Linked DNA regions of Oryctolagus cuniculus: region 2 is linked to region 1. A link is a contact called in public Hi-C data. All regions are on one chromosome and are shown on one strand. Each heading gives the region's core, a stretch centred on a gene start, on an enhancer-like site or on the middle of the called end of the contact. The rest is flanking DNA. Distances are from core to core; before and after follow the strand shown. Region 1 has its middle 96 kb from the start of STXBP6. Region 2 overlaps STXBP6 (syntaxin binding protein 6).

The links. A called contact is a pair of places that touch in the nucleus more often than the background predicts.
Region 2: a contact with region 1 is called in a Hi-C map of liver, with 3 times the contacts expected there. The contact joins two enhancer-like sites. A contact is called at or near these places in 4 of 6 Hi-C or Micro-C datasets (ear pinna, embryonic fibroblasts, liver and 1 more).

The regions. Positions count from the first base shown.
Region 1 is chr12:50,130,512-50,136,404 of mOryCun1.1, reverse strand. No RefSeq gene overlaps it. Among named protein-coding and RNA genes, the nearest start is that of STXBP6, 96 kb to the left of the region's middle. Within about 2 kb of position 4,119, at least 1 of the 8 cell types and tissues checked has an H3K27ac peak or open chromatin away from gene starts, as enhancers often do.
Region 2 is chr12:50,504,183-50,510,217 of mOryCun1.1, reverse strand. STXBP6 (syntaxin binding protein 6) reads right to left here. Exons shown (of 6, transcript XM_002718111.5): 6 at 1-1,734. The coding sequence ends at 1,711. Among named protein-coding and RNA genes, the nearest start is that of SDR39U1, 250 kb to the left of the region's middle. Within about 2 kb of position 4,742, at least 2 of the 8 cell types and tissues checked have an H3K27ac peak or open chromatin away from gene starts, as enhancers often do.

The sequences.
Region 1 (5,893 bases), core at 2,870-5,369:
AAGTCAAGATGTCCTCAAATGTCTTAAGTGTAGGCAAAACATAAGAAAAGCATGGATAAAATGCGATGAAGGACCAAAGAAGTGATCCCATTGAGTGGGAGAGATTGCAACAGGTTCAGAGGTGGAGTTCATGTGTGGGTTGGCCTCAACAAGGAGGGATTCATGAGGTAGAGGGAGGAAATAGACAAGCTGGCAAAACAGTAACCGCACGAGCAAAGGCACGGAGATGTGCGAGGGTGGGTTGTTCCTGGAGACAAGGTGGTGGTCCGATTAACTGGAACGGGAAGATGGGAGGAGAGAAACGGGGCATAAAGATGGAGGTGTGATCCCATGTGTCAGAGGTCCTGGGTGCAGAAATGGAAATCGCAAAGAGCACTGCTTGGGGGCCAGAGAGGGGCGAGAAACCCAGGCTGTCCCTAATACTGGCTCTGTGGTATGGGTTATGTCAAATCACTGCTTTGAATCCATTTTTTGTCTAATGTGAAATGCTCTTGTATTACTGAAAACCACTCCCCAAACCTCTACCCAACCGAACCATGATGTTGACCATGAGGCATGATTTAGTCTGAGCAGGCAGGGCAGTAGCGGAGATTGTGTTAGGGCCCCTAGAAATCACGGAGGTAGCCGGTGCCACGGTTCACTAGGCTAATCCTCTGCCTGCGGCGCCGGGTTCTGTCCCAGTTGCTCCTCTTCCAGTCCAGCTCTCTGCTGTGGCCTGGGAGTGCAGTGGAGGATGGCCCAAGTGCTTGGGCCCTGGGTCTCCCTGCATGGGAGACCAGGAGAAGCACCTGGCTCCTGGCTTCAGATCAGCGGTTTGCCAGCCGCAGCTGCCATTTGCGGGGTAAACCAACGGAAAAGGAAGACCTTTCTCACTGTCCACTCTGTCAAAAAAAAAATCACAGAGGTAAGTAAACTCGCCTACAGATGCACAGCTTGTAAGAGGGAGGGGCGTGATGAGACCTTTTGTATTCTGATGCTTTAGAAACCAACTACACCTCCTGTGGGGGAGGAGAGAGCATTCTGGATCTGTGAGGTGGTGGATGTTGGCATGAGCCTCGGAACAGTGTCCCTGGGGGCCGGCCAGCTTCGAGGGAAGTGGGCGGGTGTGACACAAAAGAGCAAAGAACGGAGCTGCAACCGTGTGGCTGAGCTCTCAGCGCTGGGAGGTGGGGGCCTTTCTCCCACAGGGAGCAACAGAAACCTTCCCTGCTGTCTAGACTAGGGAAGCGCGGTGGCAGTGTGGGGAGAGCCAGTCCTCAGCAGTGCCACCGCGTGGCGGAGAGGAGCCAGGTCTCTGCGCAGCCTCTCAAGCCAAGTCCTCTCCCTGCACCAGCACCATAGGGCCAGGCCCGGGGTGTGTTCACGCAAAAGGCTTGAGGCAGCCGTCAAGGTGCCTCCAGAGGTGAGACTCTGAGAACCCACTCGAAAAAGAAAGAGAATAAGTTATGCGTAATTCAGATTTATAGAGCAGCTCTAAGTGGTCATTAGGATAAAATAACTACAGTGAAAAAGAAAAATCCCTATATCTAGCTCTAAAGGGTTAACTTTGTTTCTTTAACTGGGTGATCCAGAAACTCATTTTGTGAGATTCTGGATGTGAAGAGATGTTTATTTTCAACAGGGAATGAAATGATTTCATTTTAAGTTTACACCAGGTTTAATAAACTGCTGGCAGAGGAGGTGTCCAGTGACCCCAGCTGGATGTCCTGTCTCTGCCTTTTCATATTTCTGCGATTACTCCTTGAGTGTCTCGTGGATGAGGGGAAACTCTGAGAAGTGCATTGGTCATGTTAATTACTGGCTGAATTACACCTGTTCCTGATCAATCATCATTAAGTAAAGCTCTGTTTCCATCAGGGTCATGGCAAACGGTGCTCCGGGTCTGATAAGGAGCCTCTGAAAAGTAACCAATGAGTAAGACTCCAGCGAGGCATTTTTCCCCCCAATGTTGACCATTGTATCATTCATCATTGATTTAGAACTTACTGGATTTTGGGACATAAAATCTTAGACTTGGAAGAGTCTATGGCGGTCATTTAGTTCAACCTTTTATTCTAGGCAGGAACACTTTCTGCAAAATCCCTGACTTGGTGTGGCAGAAGATCAATCAGTGCAGGATCTGCTAAAACACCTGGGGTGTACAGTTCATTGCTTTGTGGAGCAGCGCTTTCTCAAGATTCAAAGGGTAGCCTGGGAGCAACAGTAGGCCTCACGTGGGAGTTAGTGAGAAATGCTGAATCTGGGCCCCTCCCTGGCCCTGCAGGGTCGGAGGCTTCAGTAGGCAAGCTTCCTGGGTGCGTTTGAGAGGCATTGGACTATCTCACTGTTGGATGGTTTCAGATGTTAGGTCTTAGTAGATGAAGTTTTCTGTGCTGATGTGGCCTACGGACTGGCATGTCAGCCTTGTCTGCCTGCTTCTTGCTGCTTTAGTAGTTACAGAGCATTGGCTACTGCTGCCGCCAGTGTGGGCACCTCGCTTCCTTACCCTCCAGTTGTTGCTAGCCTCTCTAGGGGTGAGGGCTGGGCTGCAGCAAAGCCTTGATCAGCTTCACTGCGATGGGAGCTGTGGCTCCAGAGCTTGGGTCAGAATTTGCTGGATCCGCCAAGATTCTGGCTTCCTCAGCATCCTCTGAAGGGGAGGGGAGGGTAACTCAGAATTACAGCAGGACTTACACCACGTAGGGGTATAAGAGGCAGAGGGAACTGAGATGGCTGCTTCATGTATGGTGCACCCACTGCTCCTGATTCTGCCATGTGGCTGTCTTCACAGTGGTCAACAACTTTCAAGTACCTCCTTCCTTCACATTCTAGAAGACGGCTACCATGCCTTTGCATTCCTGGCTAAATGCCCTCAGTTTACTTTAAATATTCTTCAAGTTGCAATTTTTAGTTCTCTCACCTCTTGTCTCATTCTAATAGTCATTATTTTCCTAAATTGACACTCCTTAAATGTCCCTCCAGGCGTGGTCAGTGTGTGGCTGAGGTCAAGGTGAGTGTGATTTGTGATTTCTTATTGTGGGCATGAAATACTATTCATATGGCCGTCATGGCATGGGCCGCCTCTCATGAGAGGAAAGCTGTGTGGCGGTTGGTGATCAGACAGGTTAAAAATGAGCGTAGGGAAATTAAGTTCAGAGTGAGACAGGCCTGGTTTGGCCTATGTCAGTTTGAGGGAGGGGTGGGACCTCTTGTGAGCCCAGACTTCTCTTGTGTGTTTGTGTTCCATTAGGACTCACTTGGGCTGATTGGTATGCCAGGTGGGGGTGATGAAGTATTTGTGTTGATTCTTGGAGGGCTGGAATTGTCGATCTTCTCTCATCCAGACAAACCCAGAGCCAGAGAATCTCCAAGAAAACATTAAGGTAGCTCCAGGTTTAGTTTTTCTGCATCAGAATGGCAATCTCAGAGAATGATCTAACAACCATGACAAGTGTCCTAAGATCTAGACCATTTTATTTCTGACAACCTTTTTCATTTTGCTTTGTTTTTAAGGATCGTTTACCTCATCTCCCCAAACTCCTAGGAGACTTTGTGATTTATGAGTAGGTGTTGTCTTTGTGCCCACTGGGAGCAAGCACTGTACCCATTTTTAAAACCTGTTTATTTATCTTATTTGAGGGAGATGGGGAGAGACTGACAGATGACATGTACTGGTTCACTTTCCCAAATGCCTGCAACAGCCATGCCTGGGCCAGATGGAAGCCAGGAGCCAGAACCTCTATCCAGCTCTCCCACATGGGTGGCAAGGGCCTGGGCACTTGGGCCGTCATCTCCTGCCTCCCAGGATTGATGTTAGCAGGAAGCTGGATAGGCAAAGGGGGCAGGGGGCCAGTGTCGCAGCATAACAGGTAAAACTGCCACCTGTGACATTGGCATCCCATATAGGCATTGTTTCAAGTCCTGGCTGCTTTCCTTCTGATCCAGCTCCCTGCTGGTGCTGGTGGCCTGGGAAGAGCAGTAGAAGATGGCCCAGGTGTTTGGGCCTCTGCTACTCATGTGGAAGATCAGATCAAGCTCCTGGCTTCAGCCTGGCCCGGCACTGGCTGTTGCAGCCTCCTGCCTTCTAAGATTGAAGGGAGCATACCCAATAACAGTTGGCATGCTTGCAAATCTATTTTTAGCAACCCAGAAGTGCTATAGTAAACAGCCAGACAGGGAATGTCAGCCAGAAAGATCTGGGGAGGTATTTCATCACCTACCAGCCAGCATGCAGCAGTTCATTCTAAATGATTCATAGTGAGAATCCAGCACTATGCTGGTTTTTCTGCTCCCAGCAAAGCCCCCCTGGGCAGTCTGCTTTCCAGAGTATGATAGTGCATAAAGAATGCAGATGGGTTCTCTGATTTGAAGGCTAGCTTTACTCTGGCTTCTGAGCTCTCTGCACCTTCTGGAGGGAAGGGAAGGGAAGGCGAGAAGAGCAGTAAGAGCAAAGCAGGTTCCTGGGGCCCCTGCAGACTAAAATGTCCAGCCCCACCTGCCTTTATGGGGAGGCTGACATGTATTCAAGCTGTGGTTTTCCACCTAGGGATTCTACAAAGACCCTGTAATTAGACATAAACTACTGTGTGCATTTGAGGGTTACAAAGACACTTTTTCTTCCCACCAACTTTGCTAAATCATACATAACAACTGTTATTTGTGGATAACGTTCTTGTTCTTTAACTTTCCCAAGCCTGGAAATCGTCATTGCAGTCGTCACCTGTGTACTTTCATTCTTGCCCCTGTAACTCACTTTGCTGTCAGTGGTTTGTGAACTTGGGAAAATTCTGGATCTGTGTTTACATGTTGGGTGTGTCCATGACCCAAAAAACCCACACAATCATACAGTCCTCTCTCTACTTAGAATAAAAGCCAGTGCTTCTGCCTGCGTGTCCTCAAGTCACAATCTTCCTTTAGTTCTGTTCCTGTGTTTCTCCCTGACTCCTCTGTCGTGTTCTCTGATCCCCTTGCCTAGCCGTCATCAACTACAAGCTTAGTTTAATAGGAGTTATTTGATCCTTTCATCTAAACTTCATTGTGTTAAACTTGTATGCATAACATCTTGTTTTCAGAGTTTATTATATATATATGTATTTTAAAGATTTATTTGAAAGTCAGAGTTACACAGGAGAGGCAGAGCGAGAGAGAGGTCTTCCGTTTGATGGTTCACTCCCCAGATGGCTGCTCCGGCTGGAGCTGCACCAGTCCGGAGCCAGGAGCTTCTTCCAGGTCTCCCACGGGGGTGCAGGAGCCCAAGGACTTGGGCCATCTTCTGCTTTCCCAGGCCATAGCAGAGAGCTGGATTGGAAGAGGAGCAGCTGGGACTAGAACCAGTGCCCATATGGGATGCCAGCGCTTTAGGCCAGGGCGTTAACCCACTGCATCACAGCGCCGGCCCCAGTTTATTATATTTTGAAACTATTTGTCTTCATAATTATTTGTACAATGATCCTCTCCCTCCTAGATTCAAATTTCCATGAAGACAAGTGCTTTTTTTTTTTAAACTGTTGTATTATGATACTTGACTGAGTTTTTGCCTGAAATATGGTAGGTTCTTAGTAACTATTGACTGAATGAACATTAAATTAACTAAAATTAGTATTAGTAATCATAAAATATAAAATTAAGAATGCTAAAACAATGCAGCCATTAAAGATATATATTAGCCTGCTTTATCATAAAACTCTGGTATGTTTTTAATTGAAAAAACACCACTGTATGAAATACTATATTTTCATGTAGTATACTAAAATATTTTGCACATAAAAGATACAAAACTTCAGTTTGACAGGGGAATAAGATAAGGAGAGTTCTTGTAGAACATGGTGGCTATAATAAGTATTGCATACTTAAATTGCTGAAGTAGATTTTAAATGTTCTTCACATACACAGACACACGTGTATACACAAATAT
Region 2 (6,035 bases), core at 3,493-5,992, 370 kb before region 1:
ACATATGAAATATTACAGTAAACTTACCTAGTTTACTATATAAGTTGGTTGAGAGCTTTCTAGAATTGGATAATCTCTCTAAGAGGATTCAGAAACTGGTCTCTGGCAAATCCCATCTCCATTCTGACACACACTGCCTAGACTGTTTTTTGCTAATAAACTCTGTCACCCTGGGAAGGCTTTATCAGAAGAACTTCAGCTATTTAAATCTGCATTAATCATCCCAAAGTCATCTTACTGCTATGTAAGAGACCACAGTTCACAAAGACTCAATTGGCTCAACAGATATAAAGGAACAGGAAGGGGTCCTGAAGGTTTGGGCAGCTTAAAAACTGACGAACTGCAGGGAGAGGCTGACCTGCGCATCTGTGATGTGGTTTCATGCAGAAAAATCCCAGCTTGTTTTATGTTTAGCCTCTTAACTTTCTAGGAAACAAAACTTGCAGACTCTAAACCCAGCCCTGCCTTGAGTCATACAAGCTCGGGAGGTGTGTGATCAACTCCATCCAATCTGACTGCAATGTAAGGGACTTGTGTCTGTGCTGTTTTATGTCAGACAAGGCAAGTCGCAACTGCCATAAAATGCAATTCCTCAAGAAAACCACATGTTAAATTATGTTAAATAAATAGACCACAATAACATAAAAATCTCCCCAACCAGATACTAAGAAACTGAAGGCCATTTCTCAGGGCACTGTGTAGGTGCCTAAAAACAGGCATGCCTTTGGAGAGAAGAGAAGAGAATATTTAAAACATAGCATCTTTTCACATTATCATCTACACAGACTTTTACCCAGACAAACCAAATTTTGATGAAAATCCAAGCTTTTTAATACAAGCCACTATCATTTGTGACAGTGACAAAAGACAGAAGCATCCATGAACATACACAAGTTGTTGAGTAGGCTTTTCCTTAGATCTTCACTTTCAAATTTTTATCCTTCATATGGTAATTCCAGATAATCAGCCTGGAAATAAGCAGCAGAAGCACTGAAGCTGTAGCTCAGAAAGTAGATTTCTATCTGTGATTCTGATTTGCTTTTTTTTTTTTTTTGAATGCTGGTGATGGTTCATGCAGAAGATTACTAAGCAATGAGCAAAATCTAAGACTGCTGTTTCCCCTGATAAATCCAAATGTTTTCCATAATACAGAGTCATGTCTTCGGATACACAATTTTAATTTTATGCTTCATATTGAGAGTAGCTGGAGAGTGAGGAGACTCAATAACTGCTTGATTTTTATTCTCACCTAGAACAATAATATCTGATGTCACCACATGAAAATATGCTCCTGCTTCTAATCAGGGGGAAATACATGTTGCCATTTAGAGACAGCGCAGTTTATTATGTGGTCCAAAGTTTATATCCAAACTACAATTTTTTTTTAAAAAAGAAAAATACATTCTCTCTCTCTCTCTCATACTCACACACACTCGCGCACACACACACATGCACACACACACATACTCCACAGGGAAGAACAAAAGCAACATGAAGCTGATGTTACTGTAGCGTTTCCTAGCAAGATCACTGGGGAATGTATAAACACATCACCTTTCCTTTCGTATTAATGTCTGAAAAGGAAAAACAAGAAACTCTAAATGTCCATATATTGGAAAAAAAGAAGCGAGTGGAGGTCCAGAATTCTTGTAAAAACTGCTGAACAATCTCTTCCGTTTCTCTTAGGAGGGTCACCAGGCAGGGAGGTCCTCAGCATTTGTGCTTCATGGCAAGCTGAGGAAAGAAAGGGAAGAGCAAAGTGAGACCTCATTAGCAGGAACTCTCATTGTATGGCTGCCTCCCGGACCCAAAAGGAGCAGCAGCACTGATTCTGCCCTCTCTGCCAGATCATCATTGCTACTCACAGTGGTGTCTTGAAAGCACTACATTCCCCCAATAGTTCATCTAGCACTGACTTTTAAACTCTTTCTGGCAACACCTTGCTGTTGCATATGTGCAGGTGGGCAGAGTTCTACTGAAGGAACAAATGGAAAAATCAACGCAACACTCCTGAAGTGTAAGATTTCTTCTGATGCCTCATGCAGTATTAAAAAATTAACAGTCTGTAGAGAGAGACACAACCTGCAATAATCTACTTCATATCTGGCCTGGGCAGTCAACCGAGGAAAGCACTTGACAATTCAAGTTGTCTTTGAGAGCAGGCTGACTAATGGACCAAATCTAGACCTTGATTTTACTACTTCTCTCATTGGTATTTGAGGAATGTGGTCTATCAATGTTTGGTCTTTATAAAAGGCAATACTGGGTACCACTCAACAGTTTCCCAAGTCTAGCTAGAGCCCATGGGATGCACTTAAGGAATGACATGCGGGTACAAAATGTAAAGTTGTCCCTGCCTTTTCCTATCTGTATCTTTCTTTAGGTCTTTTCCAAGGAGCACATACACTGATGTGAACCAAAAGGCGGAGCAGAAGCTGAACCCTGATTGCTCTCGTGTGCAGAGTCTGACAGTGGTGGGTTAATCTCTGCGATTGAGGCTGGTAGTGACCAGGGGTAGCGTCCTGCAGCTCAGGACTCCCTTGAGCAAAGAACAAGTGATTGTCTGCAGGCAAGAACTGTGAAGAATGCCCTGTCATCTGCATCATGACTAGGTCCTCTGTCTTTCAGGAATTAGTCAAGTGGACCCCACTGTTTTGACCCAGAGCAACCATTCTAGAAGATACCAATAACCCATTTCCCCAGCAAAACCCAGGAGGCATCCTGAGTCTCCTCCTCCTCTTCTTGATGTGTTCGACAGAGAAGTTACAACCCTAGGGTGGGCACACCAGTGAGACCACCAGCATCAACATTTCTACAAGTGCTGGAGAGGGGATGTGCCGACAGCCCTCCTGTCGCAGCGTTAACCCCTGCTTGGGAAGCCTCAGCTGAAGCAGCTCCTGGTAACCCCGTCTGGTGGCGCCAGTGGAGCTGACACCAACAGCGGTCAACTGTCACCTTCACAGTGTTTGTGAAGTTCTGTGTATCCCCAGCGTGTCATGCTGAGGGCTGTGGGGTTTTGTCAACAAGGGTGGAGCTGGCTAGTAACTCCTGACCTCAGGGACCTAGGTGACACGACTGGGGGAACGGCAGAGCCGTCCCACCCTGGGTACCCCGAGCCCCTTCACTGGATGGCCTTCACTTCTCACTCTGCCTGAGTTCTCCTACATTATTTAGAAACACAGACCATAAAATTAATACAGAGCTGTTAAGGGTTGTGCATGATGAATTCCAACCATAAATATTTGATCAGTGCTGCTGTCCTGACAGTCACTGTGCTGTCAGTTTTCACGTAACAGGCTGTGGCTCATTCGTGCACACGGCCATTAATCTTCACCAGTGACTGTGCTGCTGCCCGAACCACATCCTGGTTACTGTGACTCTGGAGTGGAGCTGAGGACACCCCTGGGCCTGATCAGCAGGATCTGCAGAAAAACAACTGGATCGGACATTTTGCCATTTGAGGTATTGCTATAGCCTATGTGTTTATGTCCCTTCAAAACTTGTGCATTGGAACTTTAACTTGGGGCTGGTGCTGTGGTGCAGTGGGTTAATCCTCCACCTGTGGTGCCAGCATCCCATATGGGCGCTGGTCCTGGCTGATCCTCTTCCAGTCCAGCTCTCTGCTGTGGCCTGGGATAGCAGGAGAAGATGGCCCAAGCGCTTGGGTCCCTGCACCCGCTTGGGAGACCTGGAAGAAGTTCCTGGATCCTGGCTTCAGACTGGCTCAGTTCTAGCCATTTGAGGAGTAAACTAGTGGATGGAAGACCTTTCTCTCTGTCTCTGCCTCTCACTGTCTGTAATTCTGCCTCTCAAATAAATAAATATTTAAAAAAAATAAACTTTAACTCCAGTGTGTTGTTATTAGGAGGTGGGCCCTTTAGGAAGTGATCAGGAGGGAAGAGCCCTCAGGAATAGGATCAGGGTCCTTAAAAATAGGCTGCAGGGAAACCCCTAGCCCCTTCCACCAGGACACAGAGAGAAGGCGCCATCTATGAGACTGGCAGTGAGCCCTCACTGGACAGAGAAACTGCTGGCACGTTGGTCTTGGACCTCCCAGCCTCCAGAACTGTGAGAAATGCATTTCTGCTGTTTATAATCTATCCAGTCTTTGGAACTTCATTATGGCAGCCTGAATAGACCATGATAGGTATTTTTGCAGAAAGTGGCATTATTTGACTGCTGTTTAATTCCCTGGGAATTAGGAGCTTTAGGATGTGGGAGGCTGGGTGGGAGAGCAAAAAGAGCATTGGATTAAATGAGGTAGGACACCTGCTGCTAACTTTGCTGTATGACCTTGAACTCATGCCTATAAAAGTCTCCAATTCTAAATGCTTGTGGGTTCATGCGGGTCTTAAGTTTCTATTCGAGTTCACAATTTCTTTTACATATACATTGTTTTCTTAATATCTCACGGAAGGCTTTCCCTCCATGGTATGTAACCTCCTCCACCTAACAATGCTAACAGAAGATCACTGCTGATGCCAAGGAGATACTTGAAGAGGTCTGAGCTCCTGAGTCCCCTGGTGGCCTAGAGACCCTGGGGAAACAGCAGCACAGACAGAGAGAGCCACTCCCTCCCAGGGAGAGACATGCCACTCACCCTGCCTTCCCCCACGAACGTAGGCCTGTGCAAAACAGGGCAGATCAGTGTTCTCTTCTGCAAGAAATGTCATCTGAGGATGGCTGTGTGTGGGTAATGCTCTCGCCTGCTGACTCACTGCCTGTGGCAGCGCCCGGGCAACGCGCCGCAAACACGGCCACGTTGTGCTTTCTGGGGCAGGGGAAGTAGGCAGGCCTGCGTCTGTGGTTGAGTAGCGCTTTCCCAAAGGCTGGGGCTGTGCCAAGCCCACAGCTCAGGAAGGAACCACACTTCCTCATGCCAGGCTAACCAGCGCTGGGGGACCAGGGATCATTCTCCATCTGCTTTGTAGGGGATAAGCGCCCACTTATCTTGATGGCACAATGTGCCAAAGTGATTCTGTCACTCTCATACCTGGGATATTACAGGAGCCCTGGAAAAATCAGAAGCCGACAGTAAACTTTCTCTAGCAAGATGGATCACAGTCTCCAGCTGCCCCTATTCAGCTGGGAGCTTGGAGGAGCTGTCACCTGGAATTGCCATTCTCTGCTCAGGGCGCTACCATGTGCACTGTGCCTTCACTTGCAAATGCAGCCCACTCTCTATGAGTCAGCCGAACCATGTTTGTCTGGGGGTGGGAGTCCAGGGCCGTCTCGGCTCTCCCCTCGCCAGCAGGCCCAGCTGGGAGTTGGCCAGTGAAATGACATCTTTACGATCAGCCTACACCAGCGAGTCCAAATCAGTGGTGCCAGGCCCTTGGGAAACAGCTACAACTTATTGAAAGAGGTCAGTGTGCTCACCAGGAGAGCTGCCAATGCCGGTGATGCGGAAGCATGCATCTCAGTTTTGGAAGACTGCAAGTCTGGCTCTGACACTGTCTCACGCTCCCTCGCACACACTAAGAGACCCCAGCAGCCCCTCCTGCTCCCCTACAACACCCACAGTGGGGGCCGGGCAGGGAGAACCAAAGCAGGTAGAAACGGTCCCCAGCCTCACCCCTCTCTACGGGGAGCGGGTAACTGCCAGGCATGGACTTTCCCATTGGTCAAAGCCAGGGGCCTCTTTGTCTTTGGTGGCCTCATCAGTTTCTTTTGATGGGTCCTGTGCTGGGGCTGCCGTGTGCTGAGATGATGTCAACATTTAGGAGGTCACCCCCCTCCCCCCTCACCTGTGCTCTTGCCCCCTCCCTGTGTTGAGGGTCCTCGGTCACCAGGAACAATTCTGTAACTCCTCTCCAGTGCCCATAAGTCACTCAAGGCTCTTGGCAGTAGCTATTTTTATGGAACTTACAATAGCAACTTAGATTTATGTGTGCTAATAGCTTTGGACTCACTTGATTTTTTTCCACAGGCATTATTATTAATCAGCTCTATTGTATGGATGAGGAAACCGAGGCTTGGAGGAGTTAAGTACTGCCCAACGTCATGGTCTTGGTGAATGACAGTAGATTCTAACA